7 separate regions of the Mus musculus genome follow, and all the other regions are linked to region 5. The links are chromatin contacts, called in public Hi-C and HiChIP or PLAC-seq maps. All regions are on one chromosome and are shown on one strand. The core of a region is the stretch at or near the end of the contact, and the rest is flanking DNA. Distances in the headings are between cores, read along the strand shown.

Evidence for each region. A called contact is a pair of places that touch in the nucleus more often than the background predicts. HiChIP or PLAC-seq counts read pairs in DNA pulled down with a chosen protein or histone mark.
Region 1: a contact with region 5 is called in an H3K4me3 HiChIP or PLAC-seq map of neural tube, with 5 times the contacts expected there. The contact joins the enhancer-like site here to the promoter of Basp1 in region 5. A contact is called at or near these places in 15 of 39 promoter capture datasets (the 3T3-L1 cell line, 3T3-L1-derived adipocytes, the HPC-7 cell line and 9 more), 27 of 484 Hi-C or Micro-C datasets (the 4T1 cell line, the AML12 cell line, the BV-2 cell line and 18 more), 15 of 115 datasets of contacts at active chromatin or transcription factors (astrocytes, bone marrow-derived dendritic cells, bone marrow-derived macrophages and 12 more) and 2 of 9 other capture datasets (adipose tissue and embryonic stem cells).
Region 2: an H3K4me3 HiChIP or PLAC-seq map of neural tube shows a contact between it and region 5, with 5 times the contacts expected there. The contact joins the enhancer-like site here to the promoter of Basp1 in region 5. A contact is called at or near these places in 21 of 39 promoter capture datasets (the 3T3-L1 cell line, 3T3-L1-derived adipocytes, the HPC-7 cell line and 11 more), 1 of 15 datasets of contacts at CTCF or cohesin (embryonic stem cells), 4 of 484 Hi-C or Micro-C datasets (adipose-derived mesenchymal stem cells, bone marrow-derived macrophages, cranial neural crest and 1 more), 20 of 115 datasets of contacts at active chromatin or transcription factors (astrocytes, bone marrow-derived dendritic cells, bone marrow-derived macrophages and 10 more) and 2 of 9 other capture datasets (embryonic stem cells and liver).
Region 3: a contact with region 5 is called in an H3K4me3 HiChIP or PLAC-seq map of embryonic stem cells, with 14 read pairs. The contact joins the enhancer-like site here to the promoter of Basp1 in region 5. A contact is called at or near these places in 11 of 39 promoter capture datasets (the 3T3-L1 cell line, cranial neural crest, embryonic stem cells and 6 more), 28 of 484 Hi-C or Micro-C datasets (the 4T1 cell line, the AML12 cell line, the BV-2 cell line and 18 more), 20 of 115 datasets of contacts at active chromatin or transcription factors (the NIH/3T3 cell line, astrocytes, bone marrow-derived dendritic cells and 15 more) and 2 of 9 other capture datasets (adipose tissue and macrophages).
Region 4: a contact with region 5 is called in an H3K4me3 HiChIP or PLAC-seq map of bone marrow-derived macrophages, with 4 times the contacts expected there. The contact joins the enhancer-like site here to the promoter of Basp1 in region 5. A contact is called at or near these places in 17 of 39 promoter capture datasets (the 3T3-L1 cell line, 3T3-L1-derived adipocytes, the C10 cell line and 10 more), 3 of 15 datasets of contacts at CTCF or cohesin (embryonic stem cells, large pre-B cells and stem cell-derived epiblast-like cells), 15 of 484 Hi-C or Micro-C datasets (the F1.1 cell line, the Patski cell line, Sertoli cells and 9 more), 24 of 115 datasets of contacts at active chromatin or transcription factors (SST interneurons, VIP interneurons, bone marrow-derived macrophages and 15 more) and 1 of 9 other capture datasets (adipose tissue).
Region 6: a contact with region 5 is called in a Hi-C map of adipose-derived mesenchymal stem cells, with 4 times the contacts expected there. The contact joins the enhancer-like site here to the promoter of Basp1 in region 5. A contact is called at or near these places in 15 of 39 promoter capture datasets (the 3T3-L1 cell line, 3T3-L1-derived adipocytes, the HPC-7 cell line and 11 more), 6 of 484 Hi-C or Micro-C datasets (adipose-derived mesenchymal stem cells, cerebral cortex, muscle stem cells and 3 more), 19 of 115 datasets of contacts at active chromatin or transcription factors (the NIH/3T3 cell line, astrocytes, craniofacial prominence and 11 more) and 1 of 9 other capture datasets (embryonic stem cells).
Region 7: an H3K4me3 HiChIP or PLAC-seq map of forebrain shows a contact between it and region 5, with 7 times the contacts expected there. The contact joins the enhancer-like site here to the promoter of Basp1 in region 5. A contact is called at or near these places in 16 of 39 promoter capture datasets (3T3-L1-derived adipocytes, the HPC-7 cell line, HPC-7-derived erythroid cells and 10 more), 12 of 484 Hi-C or Micro-C datasets (bone marrow-derived macrophages, cerebellum, cerebral cortex and 7 more), 26 of 115 datasets of contacts at active chromatin or transcription factors (SST interneurons, astrocytes, bone marrow-derived macrophages and 16 more) and 2 of 9 other capture datasets (embryonic stem cells and pancreatic islet).

The regions. Positions count from the first base shown.
Region 1 is chr15:25,802,203-25,805,494 of GRCm38.p6, reverse strand. Myo10 (myosin X) reads right to left here. Exons shown (of 41, transcript NM_019472.2): 34 at 2,109-2,232; 35 at 899-1,196. Among named protein-coding and RNA genes, the nearest start is that of Retreg1, 39 kb to the left of the region's middle. Within about 2 kb of position 1,799, at least 16 of the 459 cell types and tissues checked have an H3K27ac peak or open chromatin away from gene starts, as enhancers often do. A contact at or near this core is called in neural tube, where this site is marked.
Region 2 is chr15:25,092,684-25,095,861 of GRCm38.p6, reverse strand. No RefSeq gene overlaps it. Among named protein-coding and RNA genes, the nearest start is that of Gm2824, 71 kb to the right of the region's middle. Within about 2 kb of position 1,896, at least 3 of the 459 cell types and tissues checked have an H3K27ac peak or open chromatin away from gene starts, as enhancers often do. A contact at or near this core is called in neural tube, where this site is marked.
Region 3 is chr15:25,777,782-25,780,939 of GRCm38.p6, reverse strand. Myo10 (myosin X) reads right to left here. Exons shown (of 41, transcript NM_019472.2): 22 at 2,753-2,859; 23 at 1,130-1,357; 24 at 528-576. Among named protein-coding and RNA genes, the nearest start is that of Retreg1, 64 kb to the left of the region's middle. Within about 2 kb of position 1,734, at least 45 of the 459 cell types and tissues checked have an H3K27ac peak or open chromatin away from gene starts, as enhancers often do. A contact at or near this core is called in the 4T1 cell line, the NIH/3T3 cell line, the STO cell line and 4 more, where this site is marked.
Region 4 is chr15:25,732,204-25,735,434 of GRCm38.p6, reverse strand. It overlaps Myo10 (myosin X), which reads right to left. Exons shown (of 41, transcript NM_019472.2): 11 at 1,329-1,447. Among named protein-coding and RNA genes, the nearest start is that of Retreg1, 110 kb to the left of the region's middle. Within about 2 kb of position 1,479, at least 27 of the 459 cell types and tissues checked have an H3K27ac peak or open chromatin away from gene starts, as enhancers often do. A contact at or near this core is called in bone marrow-derived macrophages, where this site is marked.
Region 5 is chr15:25,411,466-25,415,038 of GRCm38.p6, reverse strand. It overlaps Basp1 (brain abundant, membrane attached signal protein 1), which reads left to right and starts at 1,275. Exons shown (of 2, transcript NM_027395.2): 1 at 1,275-1,487. Gm48957 (predicted gene, 48957) reads right to left here and starts at 849. Exons shown (of 4, transcript NR_168943.1): 1 at 1-849.
Region 6 is chr15:24,919,560-24,923,050 of GRCm38.p6, reverse strand. No RefSeq gene overlaps it. Among named protein-coding and RNA genes, the nearest start is that of Gm22810, 100 kb to the right of the region's middle. Within about 2 kb of position 1,645, at least 7 of the 459 cell types and tissues checked have an H3K27ac peak or open chromatin away from gene starts, as enhancers often do. A contact at or near this core is called in adipose-derived mesenchymal stem cells, where this site is marked.
Region 7 is chr15:25,018,222-25,021,340 of GRCm38.p6, reverse strand. It overlaps Gm2824 (a long non-coding RNA gene), which reads left to right. Exons shown (of 5, transcript XR_001781655.2): 1 at 1-3,119. Among named protein-coding and RNA genes, the nearest start is that of Gm2824, 3.1 kb to the left of the region's middle. Within about 2 kb of position 1,785, at least 47 of the 459 cell types and tissues checked have an H3K27ac peak or open chromatin away from gene starts, as enhancers often do. A contact at or near this core is called in SST interneurons, cerebellum, cortical neurons and 8 more, where this site is marked.

The DNA of each region.
Region 1 (3,292 bases), core at 550-3,049, 390 kb before region 5:
ACTGTGAACTGGAGATAGACACAGGCTGGCCAGAGGGAGCTGGGATGTGGGGAGGGTTCAGCAGCAGAGGCTGGGAGGCTGCCCCCTTGTGGTGACAGGAGTGAATGGCAGTGTCTTTCTGGTTAGGTCCAGCTTTAGTTCAGACATGGAAAAAGTAAAGAACCTACGTTGCGGGTAGTCCGCTGCCAGTTTTTTTTTTTTTTTATGTGGCACCGCTAATAACCAAAATTATAATGCCTTGGGCCATGGCCTTGAATTCAAAAAGATCTGCCTGCATCTGCCTCCTGCTGGGATTAAATGTGTGCACGCCATGCCTACACCTGGCCTTTCTTTGTTAATGTAGGGGTTCACGATGTACTCTATCTAGGCTGGCCTTGAACTCTCGTTCCTCCTGCCTCAGTGAGGAGATTACCAAAACAAGACACCGTGTCCAGCTTTAAATGTTGTTTGCCACAGTTGAGCAAAATGAGACTTGTTAGCTGCCTTTGCCACACACAGAACAATGAGATTAGACAGACTACTCAGAGATTCACCTACGTAGCCATTTTTTTACCTAAAAGTATTCCATAACCTCACGCTGTCAACCTCAGAATAAAATCTGATAAGAACTAAGTCAGTTCACACACACACACACACACACACACACACACACACAATCAAAGTTGGGGTTTTCTATAGAGAGAGTAATTAAATGTACCCAGCATGAATACATTAGTGGCTTGATTCTTCATTCGGCTTAAAGGGCAAGAGGACATCTAAGTCATACACACTTGCTTGAGGGGCCCTGTGGGTCGGGCTGGAGAGCCCTGTCGCAGCGTTTGATGTCGCAATGGTGGATTATACCTCTGTAAGCTCTGCCCAGCTTCTTTCAAAAGTGCCCCCTGGCCTAGTGCTCTACCTTTTCAGGTGGAACTTGAGGTATTTGAGGATCCCGCGGCTCGGCAGGAAGGTGCAGCTGAGGCAGGTCAGGATCTGCCAGCTGTAAAGGTTGCCCACGCTGCCGGGATGGGGCACCTTGTTGGTCTGTTTGATGAGCTGACAATACAGTTCATCCCGCAGAGGCCGCAGGTCGTGCCCGGTCTGCAGGATGCCCTGGATGATAGGGATGGGGTCGGACATGGACTCCAGTTGTTGGAGAGAATTGAATATCTTGATGGCTTCGTCCTGAAGGGTCGTGTAGCCTTTGTCTTTCAGCACTAGGGAAAGAAAGCCAACCGAAATCACTGGAGGGGCTGGAAGAAGTTATGACAGGCGCAGGAGACTAAAGGAAGGGATGGGGGTGGGGACAAGCAGCCACTTCTAAGGAATGTCCGCGCAGAGGCGAGCGAGCTGCACTGCTCTGTTAAGACAGCTGAGGTTTTAGTACAGAACCTGCTTGATTAAAACCTGAACTATAGTTGGACAGCTCTCTTGCTTAAGACGTGATACTGTCTAGGACCTATGTACCTTGACTAAAAATGACAGGTTACATCTCCTGTCAATCCATTAGAACTTGAGAATACTGTCAGGCAAAACTGCAATGAATCCTCTACAGACCGTAGCCTTGCCTCACGCGTCTCGGATGTGCTGCGTACCTCCCGCAAGCTGCCGCTGCTGACACCATGCTACGAAGCCACTTCATAATGAAGGAATGAACATATAGACAACTCACTGGATGGTGTATTGACAGTTAAAGACAGAAGGGCTGGATAGGCACACCTTCCTACCACAGTCCAACAGGCACTGTATACTCACTCTAAGGATTGCCCTGAATTCATGGAGAAGCACTCTCTAATGTCTCAACCTTCCTAGCCCTAATGCTGCTTCTTTAATACACTTCCTCCTGCTGTGCTGACCCCAACCACACAATTACTTCACGGCTACTTCCTAACTGTAACTTTGCTTCCGCTATGAATTGTTAAGTATCTGATACGCACGATACCCAATACGCGAACCCCCAGCAGGGTCGTGACTCAGGTTGATAAACCGCTGCCTTACATCTGTACTTGAGCATGTTTTACCGTCTCTTTCCTGTCTGGAATGACTTAGAGACTCTCTGAGGTAGCACTGCTTCCACGTTAGAACAAAGTTACGAGGCTCTGAGGATCCTGGGGGCTTTCTGAACTCACGGTTGAGATTTATGTCCCCATAGGGAAGAGGCAGGAGCGGGGAGTGCAGCGGGTGATGCGTGTAGCGAAGGATCGGGTTCCGCTTGTAAATCTGCTCCACCACGTCAGAGTTGAGGCAGTTCTCCTACAAAGCAAAGCAGCCATTGAAAGAAAGCAAGGAGGCGGACTGTGACGAGCACCTACTCTTAGAGAGCGAATCCCACCATGCCTCCACACACAGAACATCTTTCACAAAGTCCAGGAAATCCAGCGGTGACCATTTCCAGCCAAAGAGAATCAATCCAACCTGGATTTAAGCACGGACCCCAGAAGTATGTGACACAGTTCAGTGTCTGTCTCAAGTGTTCCAAGTCTCCTCACGTTATTAAAACCCCCCATCCCTGTAGCTACTCACACGTCTACTGAACAAATTAATCTTCATGATTTGCCATCAATCGTGGGATCTCCAAGTATAGTTCACTTTAAAATACATTTTGATAGACTTTATATTTTGAGTCTTAGGCAGATCTAGGGTAGCCTTAGAACTCATGACAGTCCTGCTCAGTCGGCCAACTGTTGGGATTATAGACATGCAGCGCCATAGACTGGCTTTAATTATTAATTTTTTTGACACTTCTTTTAAAGACTTCCTTTTTAGTTCTGTGTATATGTGTGGTGTCTGTGGAGGCCAGAAGAGAGAGCAGCATAGTATTCTTTGGAACCAGAGCTAGAAGTGGCTAGGAACTCCCTGACATGGGTCTGGGGACTGAACACTGGCTCTCTACAACGGGCGCGAGCACTGTTCTTCAATGCTCGGCCTCATGGCTCTTCTGAACTTGGAAATGACACACCTCACACCCACAGGGACACGTCCCCCTTAGGCCCCTCTGCCGAGAATTTAAGATCTTTGGACAGAATCCTATCCTGTGTTGACGCTCGTCACATGCTACTGGGATGCCACGGAGGCAGCCACATCACTAAACAAACAGCAGGGTTGGGCACAGGCACTGATTCATTCTTCCAGGGAAATGTCATTTCCAGTAGGAAATCTTTCCAACAACACTCGCTGGAGGCTGGCAGAAAAGCGATGGTTTAAATCTTCTAGTTAATTGGGGTAACTTGTCTCATTTCTGAAGACACAGTCTTTTATATTTGGAAAAACTATTTATTCTCTGAATGTCTGAATTTGCAATTAGAGAATAAAA
Region 2 (3,178 bases), core at 647-3,146, 320 kb after region 5:
TTTATGATTTTTCTAGTCCAAACTGTTTTGAAATATCTAAAATATTTTATTATTATTTCACTATATGAGTATCTTGCTTGCATGCATGATCGTGAATCATGGGCATAGCTGGTGCCTGTGGAAGACAGAAAATGACATTGGATCTCCTAGAACTGGAATTATAGACAGCTGTGTGTCTCTATGTGGGTGATCAGGATCAAATCGAGGGCATCTGGCAACCAGTGCTTTTGGCTGTCAAGCCATCTCTTCAGCCCCCATTTGTAAGGGTGATTATAAAAAATGGTTTTTTTTTAAGAGGCAGCCCAGACATAGTAAGTTCAGGGAAGAGAAGGATGATGTCAGACATATGAAAATCCTGCAACTAAATCTATTACTTTGCTGTACATTTTTTTGCTTCATTTTCACTATACAGTGCCCCACTCCCAATACCAGAAACTCTCTAAGGAAGAACACAATGATTTTCATCTTGCTTCTGTGAGAGACTTGTCCCATATTTGTCACAACTAAATTAATGCAAAAAAAAAAGTATGGCTAGATAATTTCAGTTGTAAGCAGATTCTTATCTGTCTTGTATCAAATTAATGTGAGCAAAGTTAGCAATGTGGTGTATTGATATCAAGAAGGTCCTTATGTGCCCAGTCTTAATCTTTCTTCCAAAATAGCCATCTTAATTTCACACAGATTTAAAGGTAACTATTTATTTCCTCACCTACCAATACATCCTTGCACCGACAGCCATTAATTCTGCAAACCTGAAGCTAGCACTGTTATGCAATGGTGACCTGGAGTTGAGGTGGCTCTGTCCCAGTGTAGAATGACAGTGTTAAGCTTTACAATATAACAAAATAACTTTCCCATCCATTGTTGAGTACAAGCACTCAATTCTATAGTGCGATAGGCTATAGAAAAGAATGAGGACAGAGATGAAGAGTATGCTAAGCTCACAAATATGTAAGGTATGGCTGAGCAGTGAGGGTGGAGGCCTGGGCATGTGGCTCCATTGGTATTGCCTTAGTCAACACGTGCAAAGCCCTGGATTCAATCTTTCAGAACCCATAAATGTATGCGAATCCATAATCCCATTACTCAGGGGTAGAGACAGGAAGATGGTAAATTCAATGCTATCCTTGGCTAAATAGTGAATTTGAGGTTAGATGAGGTTATATAAAACCCTGCCTCAGAGAGAGAGAGAGAGAGAGAGAGAGAGAGACAGAGAGAGAGAGAGAGACAGAGAGAGACAGAGAGAGACAGAGAGAGACAGAGAGAGACAGAGAGACAGAGACAGAGAGAGAGAGATGGGAAGAAGATGGAGATGGAAAAAATATCTGGGAGCACAAATTTATCCTCTCAATTGGAAAAAGACATTAAGGCTTTGGAGACATTAATTTCAGGAGACAAATAAAGTAACTAATAATTGCTACAGGCAGACCTCTTTAAATGTTTTTACTTATTATTTTATTACTTTTATTTTATTATTTAAAAATTATTTAAAAAATATCTTGAAGTTGGAAAGCAAAAGACATATGTGATTTCCACGTATGTTTCAGTAACACACAGGCGTGATGCTTTAAATAGGCAATGTGTAAATGTAATCTCTCTTCACTGTATGACCATAATTAGTGTTTTGTTGGTGACTGATTTGCTCAGATCCCTGTAGGTTGTTGTTTTTGTGAATATCAAACTGCCTGCTTTTAAAGGTGATTTTATTTACTCAGAGAAGAAGAGGAGCTTTGATTGTCTGGGATTGCCCACAGCAGCTTTAATAGTCAGAGTGTGGGCTTAGCTCCCCTGGAAAAGAAATGTGACCCTAAGATTACACCCTTGAGAGGTGATACTTCAGTCGACGTGGGATTCACGGAGTAATTGCAGCCTGCGGTGATGCATCTCCGGCCTCTCCTAATGGCTGTGAGATGGGTAAAGCTTTCCCCTGGAGGGGTGGCAGTGTTCACTGCAAGTCTTCTGCCTCATGCTATGCTCCAGGGCAGGCTTTGAACAATGCACAAAGAAGCACAGTATACGACATTTTTTTTCAAGTGATTTAAAAACTTCTTGAGGACAAATATGCTCTCATCTGCCACTGGATGATTAGATAAACAGAAATAGGTAAAGTAAATAAAACAATGGAAAGGGGAAATTGGGGTGATTTATTTTTCTACAGAAAATAAAAAAATGGACTTCTTAAAATATTCATTAGTATACAAAGGAGTAGTTGAACAAACTCTTTATTGTATAGGTCATTACTTATTACATTTGTATTCTTTTTTTGGGAAAACATGCAAAGATCAAAAATATATTACCATTTTTTAAAATCCCCTATAGCTACACATGCTGACAGCAGCATGCTTATTTATTCTGTATTTTGCAACTTCACAAAATGGTTTCCTTCTATATCCAGTGACTAACTTGTTTGGCTATTTTTCCCTTGGTCAAAATTTGCGCAGAATGTAGCAAGACTTGGTTTTTCAACGTGCCCTGTATGAACCTTCCATTTGTATAGCCCAGAGGGTTACAAAGCACAGAGAAACGTGACGACCGTGGCTGGATGGGAAGAGGCTTTGTGGAACAGTGTGGCAGGTGTGCAGGTTCCTGCCCCAGGAATCTGGACCCAGGAAAACATGCCAAGGGGTGAAGGGACCTGAGAGTGAAGATGATTATGAAAATGCCAAGATCAGAAAGAAAGACAAACAGACAAGACAGGACAGCAGGTACAGCCCAGAAGGCTGAATGGGGGCAGGGCTGAAGTCAAGTTGACAGGACCAGAAAGACAGATAGCAAGGTTGGGTGATCAAGGAGAGTGAGACAGCACCCGAGGAACAAGAGGTACTATAGCTTGAACTCATCAGCTTGGGAACTAAACCGAAGATGCCAAGAGGCAGCTAGAAAGTTAACAGAGAAGCTGGTTTTTTGTTTTTTTGGTTTTTTTTTAATATTGTTTTTAAATTTTTTTATTCAATTATTTTCTTTATTTACATTTCAAATGTTATCCCCTTTCATAGTTTCTCCTCCCCAAGCCCCCTAGTCCCTCCCCCTCCCCCCTGCTCCCCAACCCACCCAATCCTGCATCCTCGCCCTGGCATTCCCCTATACTGTCCAGAGTCCATGGAAGCAGACATAGACCTATAGATGCTGTGATGAATCTGGCACAAGCCAGACAGAGGCAACGATAGCACTTGTCTTA
Region 3 (3,158 bases), core at 485-2,984, 370 kb before region 5:
ACCTTCTTCCTGTTCTACACACTGAACTGTGGCCCCACCCAAACGACAAGCTGAAACCCTAACCCCAGCGCCTCAGAATAACTACTACGGTTGGACAAGGGGCTTTTAATCGGGTGACTAAGTTAAAATGAGGTGGGGCCCGATGACTGGAGCCTGCATCCAATCTGAATGGCGTCCTTATAAAAAGAGGACAGTGGGAGTCAGACACCTGAAATGAATATCAAGGACGGACCACGGCGTGAGGTGGCCACCCATGGAAATGGCAACAGAATGTGAAGGCGTCTCTAAGACACTAACATGGTGTTGCTCTGCCACAGAGAAACCATACTTCGATTCACACTGAAAGCCCAAGACTTTCTCTACGCTCCATGCCACTGTGCTGGGAAAGAGAGTGCCCCCGAAACATCCCCTCAGCCTGTGTTCCCACTATCTCCTACTTTATTTCCATTGTGAATCTTCAGACCCAGTGTCCAAGTCTGAAGCAGGAAGGTAGTACATAAAGCCCCAGAAATCGCTGCGCTCCTCACCTGATGGGCACGGAGGAGGTCAGCTTCTCTTTGCGCTCGCTCTCTTTCTCTAAGAAAGGGAAAGAAAAGCAGCTGGTGAAAATCAACAACCTTGACACCAATCTTCACCAGCTCTCCTCCTTCGGCAGTGCTGGGGGGCTCGTCTGTCCGAGGCAAACACTCTATCGCTGAGCTATGTACGCAACCCGGAGAAGATCTTTGCCAGTTAAAAAGGAAGAAGCGGGTTGGGGAGATGTCTCGGTCTGTAACGAGCTTGCTTTCTGAGCAGGAGCCCTGAGTTCAGACCCTCTGCATCCACGTGGTGTGATCTGCAGCAGCACACACCTGTAATTCCAAGGCTGGAGGAGCAGAAGCAGGTGGCACCGTGGAGCCTGCTGCTCAGTCACTTGTCCAGAACAATAAGGCGTCTGACTCAACCCCTGCCCTCCACGTGCACGCAGGCACGTTACGTACGCAGGCACGTACACAGGTCAGTCAGCCTGCTCAGATTTGTAAGCTTCAGGGTCAGCGGAGAGCTCTCCCGGTCCCCTGGGAATCCCTAACGGGCCAACAAGGATAACCCTCCCAGTGAACCGTTCTGTTTCAGCCGGCAGAGCACATACCTTTCCTCTTCCTCTCTCTTCTTCTCTTCCTCCCGCCTCTTCTTTTCCTCCAGCTCCCGTTTCTCAGCCAACAGCTGCCTGTAAACCCTGCGTGCCAGCTGTCCTCGCAGTTGCTTCTGGAACACGATGGCTGCCTTTTTCAGGTGCAAAAATTTCTTCCTCGCAAGGAAAGCTCTGTAATTCTTCTGTATGGTCACCACACCACAGAGGACCTTTCTATATTGCTTTCTGCAAGAGAGAGCGGCCAGCAAGGCATTGAGGCTGTGAGCCAGTCAAATGAGCTTACAACAGGACTATAAGACAAAAGAAGAGGACCCAACAATTAAGACAAAAAGGAGAGGATCCAGACTTGGACCCGGTCTCTTATTATGGAGACTGGCAGAGGAGGAGACTTGGGCCTAAACAAAAGAATAATACCAAACAAAAGAAAGTCAGAATGCAATCATTATCCTGGCTAAATAAAAAGTAATTTACTAATTACTAATACTAATTTAGTGTTTACCCAGTGTGGCATAAGCTGGATAAACGCAGCCAAAGAGGACCTGATATGTTCATACAAACGCCAAGGAAGCAAAACACATGGGGCAGCAGGACAGCCCCATGTTTCAGGAGAATGGAATGCCTGGCATTTTACGTGGTCTGCAGAGTACAGCCAACCAACTGACCACGAGTCCGAGTTGGTAGCACATTTCTTTAGTCTCAGCACCTGGGAGGCACAGGCAGAGGTCTCTGAGTTTGAGACCAACTTGACCTACACTGTGAGTTCCAAGCCGGCCAGGCCTAGCTACATAGTGAGATTTTTATCACAAGCAACCACGAAAGATGCGGTATCATTTTTTAAGCAGCTAGGGAATGGGTCTCTAGACAGTGATATGGGCTGTGGATCCTTCATCCCCAAACCTCAAATCTGCAATTTCTTGAATGCTGAGATGATGCTTACAAATGTTCAGAGTCTAGAGGGAATGGCTCAGCAGTTAAGGGCATAGGTTCCTCTTCCAGAGGACCAGGGTTCAATTCCTAGCACCCACATAGCTATCAAACACGCGTACACACACACACACACACACACACACACACACGGTAATAGGAAGTAGATACATAAGACAAAACACTCATAAATATAAAATGAAGTAGATCTTCATTCAGATTCCTGGGCTAGGGATGCAGGTAGGAGGTAGAACTTATGTGTAGGATATAGGATGTATGAACAAGTACTGGGGTAGGAGAAATCAATGTTCAGTACAGAAAAAAATTCAGATCTTGGGGTACTTTTGAATTTCTGACTGCCAATCAGGAGAGGCCAGGCAGATAAGAGATTCCAATATGAAAAACTCCAGAACCTGAAATCCTCATGAGCCCCAGTGTTTAAGACAAGAGATACACTCAGGTAGCAACGTCACAGGACAGAGCTGCACCCCAGAGGCTTTGGTGGAGCCCATGCAGCAGCCTAAGTGTCTCGTGTAACTGCTAAGTGGACATTCTGTCCAGGTGAGGCTTACAGGGCAACTGCTGGGGTCACTTACAGAGATCTGACCTTGGGGACCTCTGCATTCCCACAAACCACCCTACTGGGGGTCACAGCCCTCCTAGAGCTTCGTGTCCCTCCCCAGGTGTGCTTCTTACCGTGCCAAGTAGCCTAAGATGTGAGCTCGGATCACCATGGCCGCACGGTCAATCTCCTCTTCCCGCCTCTTTTCCAGTTTCTGCTCCAAGGATTCTCGAAGGAAGACCTGTCCACAAGGGGGACAAGTGTCAGAGGAAAAGAATAGGAAAAAAAGGTCAGGGCCTGCCTTTTGGGGCAACATCTGTTTCCTTTCTACTGGCAGTCTGTTACAAACTCCCACAATAAGGCTTTTCAGTCCAGGGCATTTTACATGGTCCAACTGCCATAGACATTCTAAAATCCAATCAGGATATCTGACTAGAAAACCACAAAAGCACAGAGTCAAGCCTCATCCTCCTTTGTTATGGCTACATTCAACAGGTGACTGTCAGATCGCCATTAAGGTTCCTAGTGTCTCCTGCCATT
Region 4 (3,231 bases), core at 230-2,729, 320 kb before region 5:
GAGGCCAGCCTGGTCTACAAAGTGAGTTCCAGGACAGCCAGGGCTACACAGAGAAACCCTGTCTCGAAAAACAAAACAAACAAAAAATTAGGTTTAAAATATTAAAACCTAGTTTTAAAATTATTTTCTTAATTTTTTTACTCATAAAGGTTCTTTTCCTTATGGGGTAACAGATTAGGTGCTGGACAGATGGTTCAGCGGTTAAGAGCACTGACTGTTCTTCCCATGGTCCTGAGTTCAAATCCCAACAACCACATAGTGGCTCACAACCATCCGTAATGAGATCTGACGCCCTCTTCTGGTGCATCTGAGGACAGCTACAGTGTACTTACGTATAATAAATAAATCTTTGGGCTGGAGCAAGCAGAGGTCCTGAGTTCAATTCCCAGCAACTATATGATGTCTCACAACCATCTATATAGTTACAGTATACTCATATACATAAAATAAATAAATAAATCTTTTTTTTTTAAAGAAAGATTAGGCCAGGTGTGTTGGAATATGTCTTTACATCTCAATATAAGGGAGGTAGAGGCAAGCATTCAAGGCCTTCCTGGTCTACATAAAGCATGCCAGGTCAGCCAGGACTACATAGTGAGAAGCTATCTCAAAAAGAAAAAAAGGAGATAGTTAAATCAGAAAGGGCAGGCGATACGGCTCCGTGGGGACAGCTGTCTGAACACCCAGCCCGACAATCCTGGTGTCAATCCCCAGAAAGCACGTGGAGAAGATCAACTCCCACAGTGTATCCTCTGCCTTCCACCCGGGAGTGCCAGGCACACACAAGAAGATAATTGTAAGGACAACCAAGAAGGAAGATTAGGGGGGCTCATCAAGGTTTAGCAGAGGCAAAGAACAGTAACAGTGCTTTGCGGTGCTCAAGTATAGTGAGGATAACTTTCACAGCTCACTTTAACTGAGTGCTGACTCTGCAGCAGACGCTAAGTACTTATAGCAAGTATTTGGCTTATTATTATTATTTTTTATCCTCATGAGAATCCTGTGAATTAGATATAACCATCCTTGGCTTACGGAAGAGGGAACGAGGCACAGTGAACACATTTCCCAAGAACTGACAGCCTTATGTGGAAGGATCAGCGCACAGTCTCAGCCGGCCTGTGTCAGACCCGAGCACATCAGAGCTTTGCTCCCCTGTCACTTACAGAACAACTTCCCCTATCTCCCAAACTTGGGTTTCTTTTCTATTTGGCCCATGAGCCAGTCATGTGGATGCCTCACTGGGATCACATGTGCACAGTAAAGTCATGGCAAGCCCCAGGCTGTCTTTGAGGCAAGTTTCAATGGCACTGAGGGCAGGAGGGTCATACCTGCTGGACACTGAGAGGCGTCAGGATCTCTTCTCCCCTGAGGATCATGGATCTCTGGGTCAGTGCATCTGTGAGCTGCGTTGGGTCCAGCCCAAGCAAGTCCGCAGACCTACCCAAAGCTGAAAGTGAAGGAGGAGGCACCGGTGAACTCACAGTTCCTCAAACACACCGGATGCTGGACCTCAGCTGGCATCAAATCTAACCACACACAGCCACACAGAAAGTGGAGGCAGACATGATGGACACATCTCAGGCAGTAATGGTTTCTGCCTGTAGCAACTTTCTTTAATGTCCTATATCGTAAAAGACAGTGAGATTCTCAGTCTCTGTCAGAAGCTTACAGATTTTTAAGTGTGTGTTTGTATGTGCACTTGCCTGTCTGTATGTTACCTCTGAGTGCAGGTGCCTGCAGAGGCTGAGGGGTTGTGATCCTCCTCCTGTGGGTTCGAGGACTCCAATCTGGGTCCTCTGCAAGAGCAGCAAGTACTCCTAATGGCTTATATCAGCTTTTAAATTCAGTTTGGTAAGATGCTCTGTGATGTTCTGTGATGCCCTCTTAGGAGCTTTTGCTCTGGTCAGGGAAGGGTAGGAGCAAAGCCACCTGAGGGCCACCGTGAAAACAGTCACAGAGCTCTCCAGCATCTCAAGGTCACAGGCACCACCTTGCCCAGGCACTGAGTCCTTCTGCTTTATTACAGAAAACCACAGATGGTCAAAATTTTGGGAACAACCGATCGCGTGGTACCCAAATTCAATCAATGGATACATCTACAATACAATCCAGAGCAAGCGCTTTATTGGCTGAGCCACATTTCCTCTCTGTTTCTTGGGGGTTTTTTTGTTGCTAAGAGACGGTCTTATGCTTGGTTGCCTGGCTTGGCAGTAGCTTTGCTCTGTAGCCTAGGATCACTGGCAATGCACCATTACCCGTGTGCTGGCATCAGACCTGTACTACCATACCTAAACTCACTGCATAGCTCTTAATGCAGTAAATATGAACAAACATTACCACATATGCAAAGGTTCTGTTCAGAGAGACAGAGACACAGAGAGAAACACACACACACACACACACACACACACACACACAGGAGACAGAGAGAAAGACAGAGAGAGGTGACTGCACGGTTAACTAGCAGTGCACTGCCTGAGGACACCAGAAGAGGGTGCTGGTTCCTCTAGAAACAGAGTGCAAAACACAGATCCTCTCCAAAAGCCACCCATCTCTCAATTCCTAAGCCATTTCTCCCTCTTTAACAAAGACTTTTTAGGCTCCTAAGACATTGATAGAAACTACGTGGGAATCAAACACAATAAACATTGAAACACTGACCAGGAGAAACCAGGCTCCTGGAGAGTTATTTTGATCCCAAACACACCCGGTACCCAATTTCTGCAACAAGATTTATTGGTTCTATCAGATACCTTTCTAAAAAATTACATTATATATAAATTATGTATAAAAATATTATATATATATATATATTTAAAGTACTTCAGCTGACATTTTATACGTTTAAAGTAAAGGCAGTCACAGTGCAAATGGATAACTAGCAGGAGGCACAGCTTCCAGTACAGCTATGAACCCCTCTGGATAACTCTGAAAACCAAGGCAAAGGGTGATAGCACCACGCTTTCCTGTATCAAACACTTGCTGCTCATATGTCTACTTATTGGCCCATTTCCCTTCTCAGTAAGAACAAGAACAGAGCCCAAGCCCAGGTCTGGCACCTTGGACTCTTGCCCTGACACTTGACATCACACAGGTGGAGCTCCACAGCTCCTGAGCTGACGTAAGTGCTTAGCATGCCTGAGGGGGTGAGACCCTGGGTTCAAGCCCCGGTACCAAAGGATGGGGGAAATCTGTAGCTCTACTCTAGGAGCCAGAAAACCTTCTGTAAAA
Region 5 (3,573 bases), core at 26-2,525:
AACATACATTTCCATTCCCCCCCCCCTCCGCTATTCTTTCAGGACGAAGCAGAACAAGCAAGCCACCCTGATAAAGCCAGAGGGCGCCAAAGTGCCGCGAACGGAACTTCCAGGGCTCAATGGGTTTGCGGGATGGTAAAATTGGCTTTTGTCTGAAGAAAGAGCTGTGGTTCTAGAAGATGTCACCATGTGTTAGTTTCCAAATTTAAATTTTTATTTTGCATTTTATTTTTGCCAACAGGTAAGCATAGCGAGCATATCTCCTAACCGTGGTGGCTATTGTGTGTCGCGGTGCTACCCAAAGTGCTCGTCGACCAGGACACGAGGACTTGGCGCGGATGGCCACAGCCTGGCTGGGCGCGCTTCTGAGTAGCATCTTAAGCAGCCGAGAGCTGGTGACTTCCATGAAAGCACAGGCACAAAAAGTCGAAGCCCCTTTTCCTAGGGTGCATTTCTTCCTTTCTTTCTCTCCGAAGTCGGGAGAACGTACCCTGAGGCGGTGCCGCCCACCCTTCCAACCCAGACCTGAGCTCTGGGCGGTGGCGCCTTGCAAAGCTGGAGCCTCCTGGTCGGGCCCCGAGGGCGAGCATATGCCGGAGGCGTCCCAGATGCTTGCCTTGGGGGACACCCTAAAACCAGCGGATATCTGTCTTGATGGTTTCAAGGGAGGCATCGCATCTTCCCCAGGCTCACTGCCTACGTGATAGCAGAATCTAAGCCCGTCGTCTGGAGCGGGGCTGGATTGGGGTGCAGAGAAAGCTGGTTGCGGCGGGGGCGTAGTTCATCAGCCCCTTAAGTCTGAGCGAGAGCCTGAGCTACTTATTCAATGCTTTCAAATAAAATGTGTGCGAGACAGAGAGAGGAGAGAAATCCACAGACAGTCCCGCCGGGGGTGGGGGTGGGGGTGGGGTGGGGGGGGAATGGAGGGGCGTGTAAGGAGGGAATAGGAGGAGGGGGGCTGACAGAGACTGTTGGGGAGGCGGGTAAGGGATCTGGATGTGGAGAGCAGTGGGTGGGGGTGACTGTGCGGGTGTGGTGACGGGGGGGGGGCGCTGGATCACGGGGCGTCTCGGGGCGCAGTGGCTGCTGGTGGAGAGAAGTTGGGGGACCCCCTCCTGGGTGGCGGGGCGCGAAAGGAGCGGGAGGGGTGCGGGCCGCGGGCTGGGAGAGGAGGGGCGGGCGCGAGGCGGGCGGGGTCGGCGAGCGGAGGAGCTGGGCGGGCGGACGCGCGGGGGGGAGGGCGCTGGGCAGGAAGGGGAGGGGGAGCGATCGAGAAATGCAGAGGCTGCAGCGGCGGCGGCAGTAGCGGCAGCGGCGACGGCGGTGGCGGCAGCGCTCCAACTCGCTCCACGCTCCGGGCTCCGCCGTCGAGCCGGGAGAGAGAGAGCCTTTGCTGAGCGACCAGCCACCCGGCCGGACGACACCAGCCACCCGGGCCCCTTGGAGGCACCGCGCTCACCCAGGGCCGCCACAGGCACCCAAAGCCGGTAAGGAGGCGCGCCGTGGGTCCCTAAGGCCACCGCGGACTCCGGGCCACCGGTTCCCCAGGGCCCCGCCCCACCCCGAAGCCTAGGGTTCTCCAACGGTGCAGCCGGGGTGCGGCCGGGTGTAGACACAGTGGGCATGGGATTCCTCTATGTGGGTTCTGTCGCATTTGGAAATCCAAGGTGATGCTCTCCCCCAGGTGGACAGCTTCGGCCTTTCGTAGGGTGGGGGACTTGGAGGGGGTGGCGGCGAGGCGGACGAACCGAGTTCGGGAGGGAGGGGGTGGAGGGTGGGGAGCCGCTGGTGACAGCACCGAGACCACTGGCCACGGTTCTGTGGGCTGAACCCAGCCTTCTGTCAGCGGAACCCGCACAGCCACGGAGAAGGCGCTCGGTGTGAGGGGCGCAGTAACAGAAGATGGAGGATGGGGGTGGGGTGGGGTGGGGAGGGAGAAAGAAGACGCGGAATCTGGTCAGATCGGAAGGGGCGGGGGTGGCTTGGCCCTCGGGACTCCTGGATCTTGGTTTAGGGTAACCGAGGAACACGAGGTTCGGAAGGCGGTGTGCACGTCCGGGGCAGATTAAAGCCCCCAGCCTGGTCTGCGGCTGAGCTGTCTTCCCACTAACCTGTGGACGTCGCCAGCATTTTATTTTATTTTTTGAGCCTTGCGCTCAGAGAGCGGGCCGCGCGCCTCCACCGCCGCCCCAGCCTGGGGGAAGGAGGGGTGGCGTGTGGGCTTGAACCTGACAGCCCGCGGCCCGAGCGGGCTCAACCCTTCTGCAAGCCAAGATTTCTGTAGATTTTTTCCCCCGTAGCTCAAACGCTACAACCCAACGTCTGGTTCCCGCTTCCCCACACCATTAAAAGAAAAAAAAAAAAAAAAACCAGAATCCCTGGATCGGATGGCACACAATGCGTGGCTGGGGACCGCATTCTTTTCATGAATATTCATCGAACGCTTGGCCCTGTTCCTAATCTGCTTCCCCCCGAGACGTTTCCGCCTTGGAGCGAACTCGGTGGACGGCCTCTGCCCCAGTGATTTTCACGCTGTTCAAAGGAGCACAGCGCACATGGGTGCGATTTCAGGATTTTGCACGGGAGCTGACACACCTCTGTCTTGGCCGAGACCACTGGCCACTTACGTGGCGGGCTAGAATAAAACACGAGTATCAAGGGGACTGCTGCTGGGGTGTGGATTAACCCCTACCCCTGGGAATATACCAAGGGCTCACAGACCTCCGGTACTGCAGGCAAAATGAATGAATCGGGACTGTAATTACCTATTCCTTTGTCTTGGCCTCGCGCATGCGCCGGAGAGCAGGGTGTGGAGGGCCAGGCAGCCCCATCTGATCTCCCCATCATCCATCCACCCACTCCCCTCCGGAGCCCAGGAACAAAGGCGTTTGCCCTAAATGTTTCACAAAACCTTTGGACACAAATGCCACCCCCCCCCCCCCTCCGCGCGGCTCGGTCGCGGTCTTGTTTCCCCTCCCACCTCAAGGTTTCACATCTTACCCATTTTTTTTTTCTTTTTTTACAGATTTCAATCATAAAAAAAAAAAAAAATAAGGGAGGGGGAATTGTGGATTTAATACATTTATTTTTAAACACACAGTGCTATTTTCCTTTCTAGAACTGTCCATTGTTCTTTCTGTTCAAATGTAACGCACTGCAGGGATGGTGGTTTTCTTAGTTTGCACCAATTAGCTGTTTGCCTGACAGATCTTTATTGCGGGGCATTTGACCAAATAACATTAGTCTCAGACCAGCGATGGTGTTGCCCCTGGTGATACCACCTGGGACAGATTAAGACATCTTGGCATTTGAACGAACAAGATGGCCTACGGAAGCCAGCATGAGAAAATGGTTACCTTTTCAGAGGGCTAAGCCTCTCTGAATTCTCTTGATTCCTACTTTATTGTTTCATTAAGGATTCCAAAGGGCAAGCCCCTCTGAGATGGGGGGAGGAAGAAGGCGCTGGCATTGCTGGGAAGAAGATGGCGAAGCACCAAGTTCATAATCCCCCCTCCCCCCATTCAACGGGAGCCATGATAGCCCTTTGAGGGCAGATTTTCTTTCAAATGATGT
Region 6 (3,491 bases), core at 396-2,895, 490 kb after region 5:
GGGAAACCAGGAAAGGGGATAACATTTGAAATATAAATAAAGAAAATATCTAATAAAAATAAAAAATAAAATGAAAACAAAATTCTTCTTAGGGCATCATTTTAAAGAAACAAAGGAAGGATAAAATACTAGTATTAAACAACTCTAAAAAATACATATCGATTCAAGATTTAATTCTTTGTGTAAAAATGAGCAAGAGCATTCATCTAATCCGTATGTGAATGTATTTCATTGTGAGTAAAATTTAATGTATTCCACATAGTTGTTTTTAAAATACTTTCACTGATCTATTATCAGTAAATGTTTGATTTGGATACTTATCTACATTTCTATATTACCTGGAGTCATATAAAAAATCTTCAGACAAGAGGGGTTGTTGCTGGTAAGAATATTTAAGACACTTTGTCTTTAAGTTAATTTCCTGGATTCTGTCTATATTGCTGGGGAGTCCTTGAACTTCTTAACTGAAAATTTGTCAGGATACCCTTGCGTCTAAGGACTGTTATAGCAGAAACAAGAGGCAGCCTTGTATGCACATTTGTTGTCACAGATGAGGATTTTGCTTGCCAACAGTCATTTTCTTGGGCACTCAAATATGATTATAAAATAATTTTAAAAGACTGTAACATGGGAATAGCCCAGTAGAAAATTTACATAAAATTGGGAAAAATAAGCTAAGAGTAAGAAGAGCAAGAATGTAATTATACTGACATTAATATTAGTGCTACAGTAATGTAAACATTTTAAATCACTAATATGTTTTAATTTAATTCTTAAGTGCACATTCTCTTTATAGAATATTTGCCCATTTTGTTCTTCTTTATTATGGGGAGTTTTGTTTAGTATGATTTTGAGATGAGTAACTTATTTAATAAATCTAGTTTGTCATTTTGTAAAGACATAATTGGAAAGACGGAAAATATATTAGAAATGGAAAGTAAATATTGATATAGTTAATCAAGTTTATGGGGGGGGTGTTCTGAAAGCAAACACTAGTATTTCATTAATTTGAAAGCTTCAGTTGTTATACAGTGTTTAGTAAAATGGGTATAGTTTGAAAACAATCTTTTTGGCATGGGTTCTATCAGATAAACCTCTAAATTGGTATTTCTGGATAATGAACTTCTATTTTGTTTGTTCTGCTCTGGGTTTTATTTGTCGGGACCTATGATAATCTCTTCTCTTCATCTTATATTTAAACCAAAGTCTTTGTTTTCAAGAAACATGAAATTGAATTATTATTATTATTATTATTATTATTATTATTATCATCATCCGTTTTAGTAACTAGTATTGGTTTTGTTTCTCCTAGCACTATTTGCATTTTACAGAAATCAAAACTTTCATGTTGATAGTGAGTTGTTAATACTCATCTAGTTGATTTCTTTTGAATAAGTTCCTTTTTTTCTTTATGAATTTTTAATAAAGAACAGGTGATGGCTAAGCTCGATATGCTTTGTTTTACTCTGGCTCCTCCAGCTGTGGAAGGAATGATGGGCTGTCCATGGACCTGAAACCTACAGAGTTCTTATTCTACAGCTACAAATTTTGAATAGTTTTAAACCCAAACTGAGTAATAAACATGACTTAGAACACGTGGTTGAGGCTGAAATCTTGTGGTTTCTACCACACACAGTGTTGCTCGGCACAGTTCTACTGTAGACTTCCATAAATGGATGGAGAGTGTGACAGAGTGACTAATATCCCAAGGCTCCCACAATTCATTTCTCAGCTGATAACTGAACTTTAGCATAAACTTTACTTCAAGTCAGACTTTGGAATTCTGAAAGGCAAAGAGGCCAGAATGATATGCTGTGTGCTCTGCTGCAGGCAAGGCTGAAGGCTGGGGTGTGGAGAATACTTGTTGGACCTGGCTTATGATAAAGCAGTCCAGGACCAGCTTGGGTCTCACACTCTTTGGCTTACTTTGCTGCCCATTTTCTGGCTGAAATTCTTCCCCTGTATCCCACTAAAATTTTCATCAACTACCCCTTGAATGATTTCTATCAGGTATAGTGGTTGACAGCTTTAATCCTGGCTCTTGGAAGTTAGGGAAGGAGGGTTAGGAATTCTTTTCCTGTACTCTTTGCACAAGAGGGGGGAGGAAAAGACAACAAATAAATAAAATAAAGGTTTTCTATGGCTTAGCATGTGCTTTCAACTTCAAGAAAAAAAAAAAGATTTATTGGAGAGGGGCTGATCAGAAGATAAAATCCACAAACCCTAAAAGACTAAGTGTTGCAGATCCTGTGCCCACAACTGTCTTTGTGAGGTAAGGTGGAAATGAACCTGTGTGATCTGGAAAATCCAGTACAAGTTCTAATACTTGTTTCCACAGAAAGGTGTCTAAAGTTGAATTACCTTCAAGACATTTTTCAAATATGATCAACTGGTGAGCTGAAGAAAATACCTTTAGTACTCAAGTTCAGATAACTTACAGAAAGACATCATAATAGCATATACACAATCATTTTATTTACTTTCTTTCATAAATCTGAATTTAAGTCTAAACTCAACGTTCAAATATTTCATCCACAATTTTTGATTTTTAGTTAAACTCAGTGATGTTTTCCCTTGAAAGTGTAACTATCACACAGCTCTCATCAATTGCACAGACCTTTTAAATACTTTATATATTTTATTATTGACTGGAAAGTTACCTAAATCATGTTGGGAGGTAATCAACAAAACACACTTTTACATTTTCCTCAAATGCCAGTGGAGAAAATGAAACGATTATACCATAAATTTAAGACAAGAATGAGTGAGTAGCGGTTTATATTGTTTGCTATTAATAATCTTCACCAATACAACACAACACAACAAAACCAAACCAAAGCAAACTATAACAAAGGCAAGAAGCTTGGGGATATTTGACTGTTGTTGTGACTTGTGAAACTGATTTAATGGGATCAAAGATGCTAATCAAGACAGGGGTCTGTCCCAGAATTTTGGTGGGAGTTAATGGTGTTTGAAATATTTAATTGAGGCATCTCTCACATAGTCTTTGTAAAAGCATTTTATAGAACCGGTGATAAATCTTAAACAACCCAAGCTTGCTTGTGGGGTTGGTAGCCAGACACTATCTGTAGGTTTCACTGGGCTAATATCAAGTGGTTGCGAAGACTGGGTTTCTTCTGGAAATCTCTAGCAGACATATCCGGCCTTTTAAAATTGGGAAACAGCACTGTCATCTACAAAGTTTACTATGGCAAACTGCACAATTGATTTATAAATCATCCCGCCAAAGTCTCATCACCCTTTAAGTAATTCATGCTTTTGCATTGGGCGGTGTGCATCACTGTCCTGATGTCTGCCACTCCTGCTTCCAGGGATTTCTTTATTCTTTACTGTTAGATTTCGGCTTTTAGCATCCATGACTCAGGGAGATGCCTTGACTTCTCTGGTTCTGTTCTCAAAACGATGATGACAGACTGAGCCTTAGCAAGTCTTTTCTGGCCCTGATTAATGGTGGGGAAAATCCTGAACTT
Region 7 (3,119 bases), core at 536-3,035, 390 kb after region 5:
TGTGTCCTGTTTTCTGAAATAAAAGGAAGCATTGCCTAATCATTACTACTACGGACTGTTTTCCAGCCTATGTGCAGTGTTACTAAGGAGCTGACTGCTGCCTTAGAGTAGACATGTTCTTGCTTTCTTTGAATCAATAGAGCATCTCTGAGTCAGTAGAGTAGAAAACAAGCAGAGGAGCCTTTTCCCTACATGCTGGAAGTGGTTATCACTGTTGTCAAGGAAACGCCCACACTTCACAAGGTCACCTCTGGAATAAACAGCAAGATGTCAAGAACAGATCAATAGACCAAAGCCAAGACCTCAGCCTCCTCCCACGCTCCTATTTTAAATATCCTTCCTAACAAACACTTGCTTAGCTCATTCTCTGTGTCCTGGAGTTGTCAAGTGAAGCTGATGATGCCTTAGGTCAAGCCCAGAATTTTCCATGCTCTGTTTCTTTGAAGCTTCTGGTGCTTAGTGAGGATGCTCGGAGTGGAGTGTGGGAGTGTGGTTGTTAGCCTGAAGCTAGACTAAGGCCAGTTTACAAAGATAAGCTCCACTTAGGACTGCATTTGTAAGAGATTTTAGAATGGTCACCAGACCTTTCTTAAAGCAGTAACATTTTAATTTCAGAAAACGCTTTATTATAGACTAGAAATGTGTGGAATTTTAGTCAGTCTGTTTCATTCATCTGGATGCTCATTTGTTAACTTACCCACTTATCCATTCTTCAGTCGGATGATTATAACTTTGTACTGTGTGCCCCATGTCGATTTGGGCATGAGAGGTGACTATAGTATATTTCCTACATCTAAGATCTAGAGACTCAGTCTGAAGAAAACATGACTATGGAATCCAGTAAAGAAGTAACTCGTGGAGGGGAACACAGGGGGTTGCTTAACATCTGAGCAACAGTTCTTCATGGGTCAAGGAAGAAATAGTTTGGGAAGAGATAAATGTTTGCAGGTGACCTTGGCAGTGGATATGCACTGAGTGCAGAATGCAGTGCTGGAAAACAGGTTTTGACAGAGATGGTAGCCAGGAGCAGAGATGGGAGGAGCCAGATGCTATGGAATCCTGTTATCTGAAGCTCTGGACATACTAGGGGGGGTTTAGATAGAAGACTAGAAAAGAAAATCAAAATGCATCCATGAATGTCTTTGTGCAATATTTTCAAAAGGTCACTGCTAGCTTTTCAGATATTCCATCCATATACTAGTTAATGACATTATTTAATGCTATAATAAATAACTGGGGCTTTAAGTAGCTTGATATGAGTCCTTCTATTTCCTCTAACAATCCAAAATTGGTCACACTCCTGTGCTTGCATATGGTTTGATGGAACTGGAATTTCTGAGGCTGTTTATCATTTAAAACAAGCATTGCAAAATCCAGCAATACACTCTCTTCTTTTTAAAATTCGCAACGATACCTGATTTACTGGAAGACCAATGCCGCGTTATTATGATGGGGCTTAAGATGGTTTCTGCTTTCAAAGTAGCTAGTGACACTAAATTATTGTATCGTCACTTTGTGAAATCGCAGACACCATATTTTGTTGTTAGAAAATGACGAATGCTGTGCCGACAGCTTTCCTGTTTATTAAGCTACCCTGAGCCACACTGGAATGCATCTTGTTAACTTTCCCAATAGAAAGAATAAGGATGATGGTTTGTATTTAAGAGAATGTGGCGGTCGCAAACGTTATAGAGCTAAAGGTTTTTGGCATCATCTAGGTTAGCCACCTGTTCTCTCCTCCATTTGCTGAATAAATTAGAAGCTCCTGGGAGAGTGTGTGGAGCTGACTGGCCTGCCTCGTTGCCAAGGCAACCATTTTTCTCTCTGCTCTATGACTCTGAAAGGGTTCATAACCCATTAGTGCTCCTCTGGGTAAGAATATGAGACCATTTCTTTTTTTTTTTTCTCCCTTCCTTCTTTACTCCTTTTCCTGGTCAAGATAATGTGAGCAGTAAATGCTCTTACCATATATGTATATTCCAATGCTGCACTTCCCAATTTCCTGGGGAATTGGGGTGTAAATCTTAAAGGCACATGACAGCTAAGTGGAGAGATGCATATAATAATGAATAAAAAAAATGAAAAAGCGATTTCAACCTCAAATGCTTTCCAAATTGAAAATATTGGCAGGGCAGAGTTTATTTAAAGCCCACATATGAAGAAACACAGACTGCCTGAGTCCAGCACAAGAGACACTTTCATAATGGCGTCTACCTGCCATCATCTGCTCATGGCTTCCCTTATTCTGTAGAGACAATGTAACAAGGAAGGGCAAGTAGAGATTCTTACTTAAAAATAAGATTAATCAAATCACATATCCATTTTCTGGATGGCAAAGGGCGAAGGAGTTGAAACAGGTGATTTCCCACTCTGGTAACAGCCACAGAGCTCATGTGTGCTGTGACTCCCAAACAGCACACAAAACCAAGAATTTGAGGGGTTTTTTTCTTCTTTTTATAATGCGCAGTTGTTATTCTTCCGTCTACCTTTTGTCTACTCCCTATCTTTACTCCAATATGCATTTAAACATAATTAGGGGGATTTTTGAGTGAGTAAATTTCCTTTACCATATTTCAGGAATTTTGTATGACCTCCCTTGCTCATATTAACTCCATGAGACAAATTCCTTTTCTCTTTCTTTATAATTATGCGACCCCATGCCAAGGGATGTAGTGTTGTCCTTTACAGCAATGTAGCCTCCCTTAGCCCTGAAGCAGGCTGATCCAGACTTTGACCTTGCTGCCACTGAGAAGGAAATTACCTAAGATGGAGCCTTCCGACCTAGATGGCTCTTTTGTTCTGCTACCTGCCACTGCTCTCTCCAAGACACTGCTACCCGATGAGAAGCCCCTGAGACATTCCAGAGGAACATCCTATTCTGCACACCACCTACAGGCTGGCTCCAGACACCAAGAATGGACTGGCGGAGGATGGACCTTCCCCTTTTATAAGTAGACTCTCATAGTAAAGTGGAGGACCTTGAACAGAATCCTGTCTTGGCTCCATTAACCTCTCGCAGTCTCAGTCTCTTTCAGCCCCAGCCTGCCTCCCTGGTGTATCCGGTCCTTGTAAGCTGCAGGCCAGCTTGCAACAGATTGGCGCCCGGGCCAGGGACCATG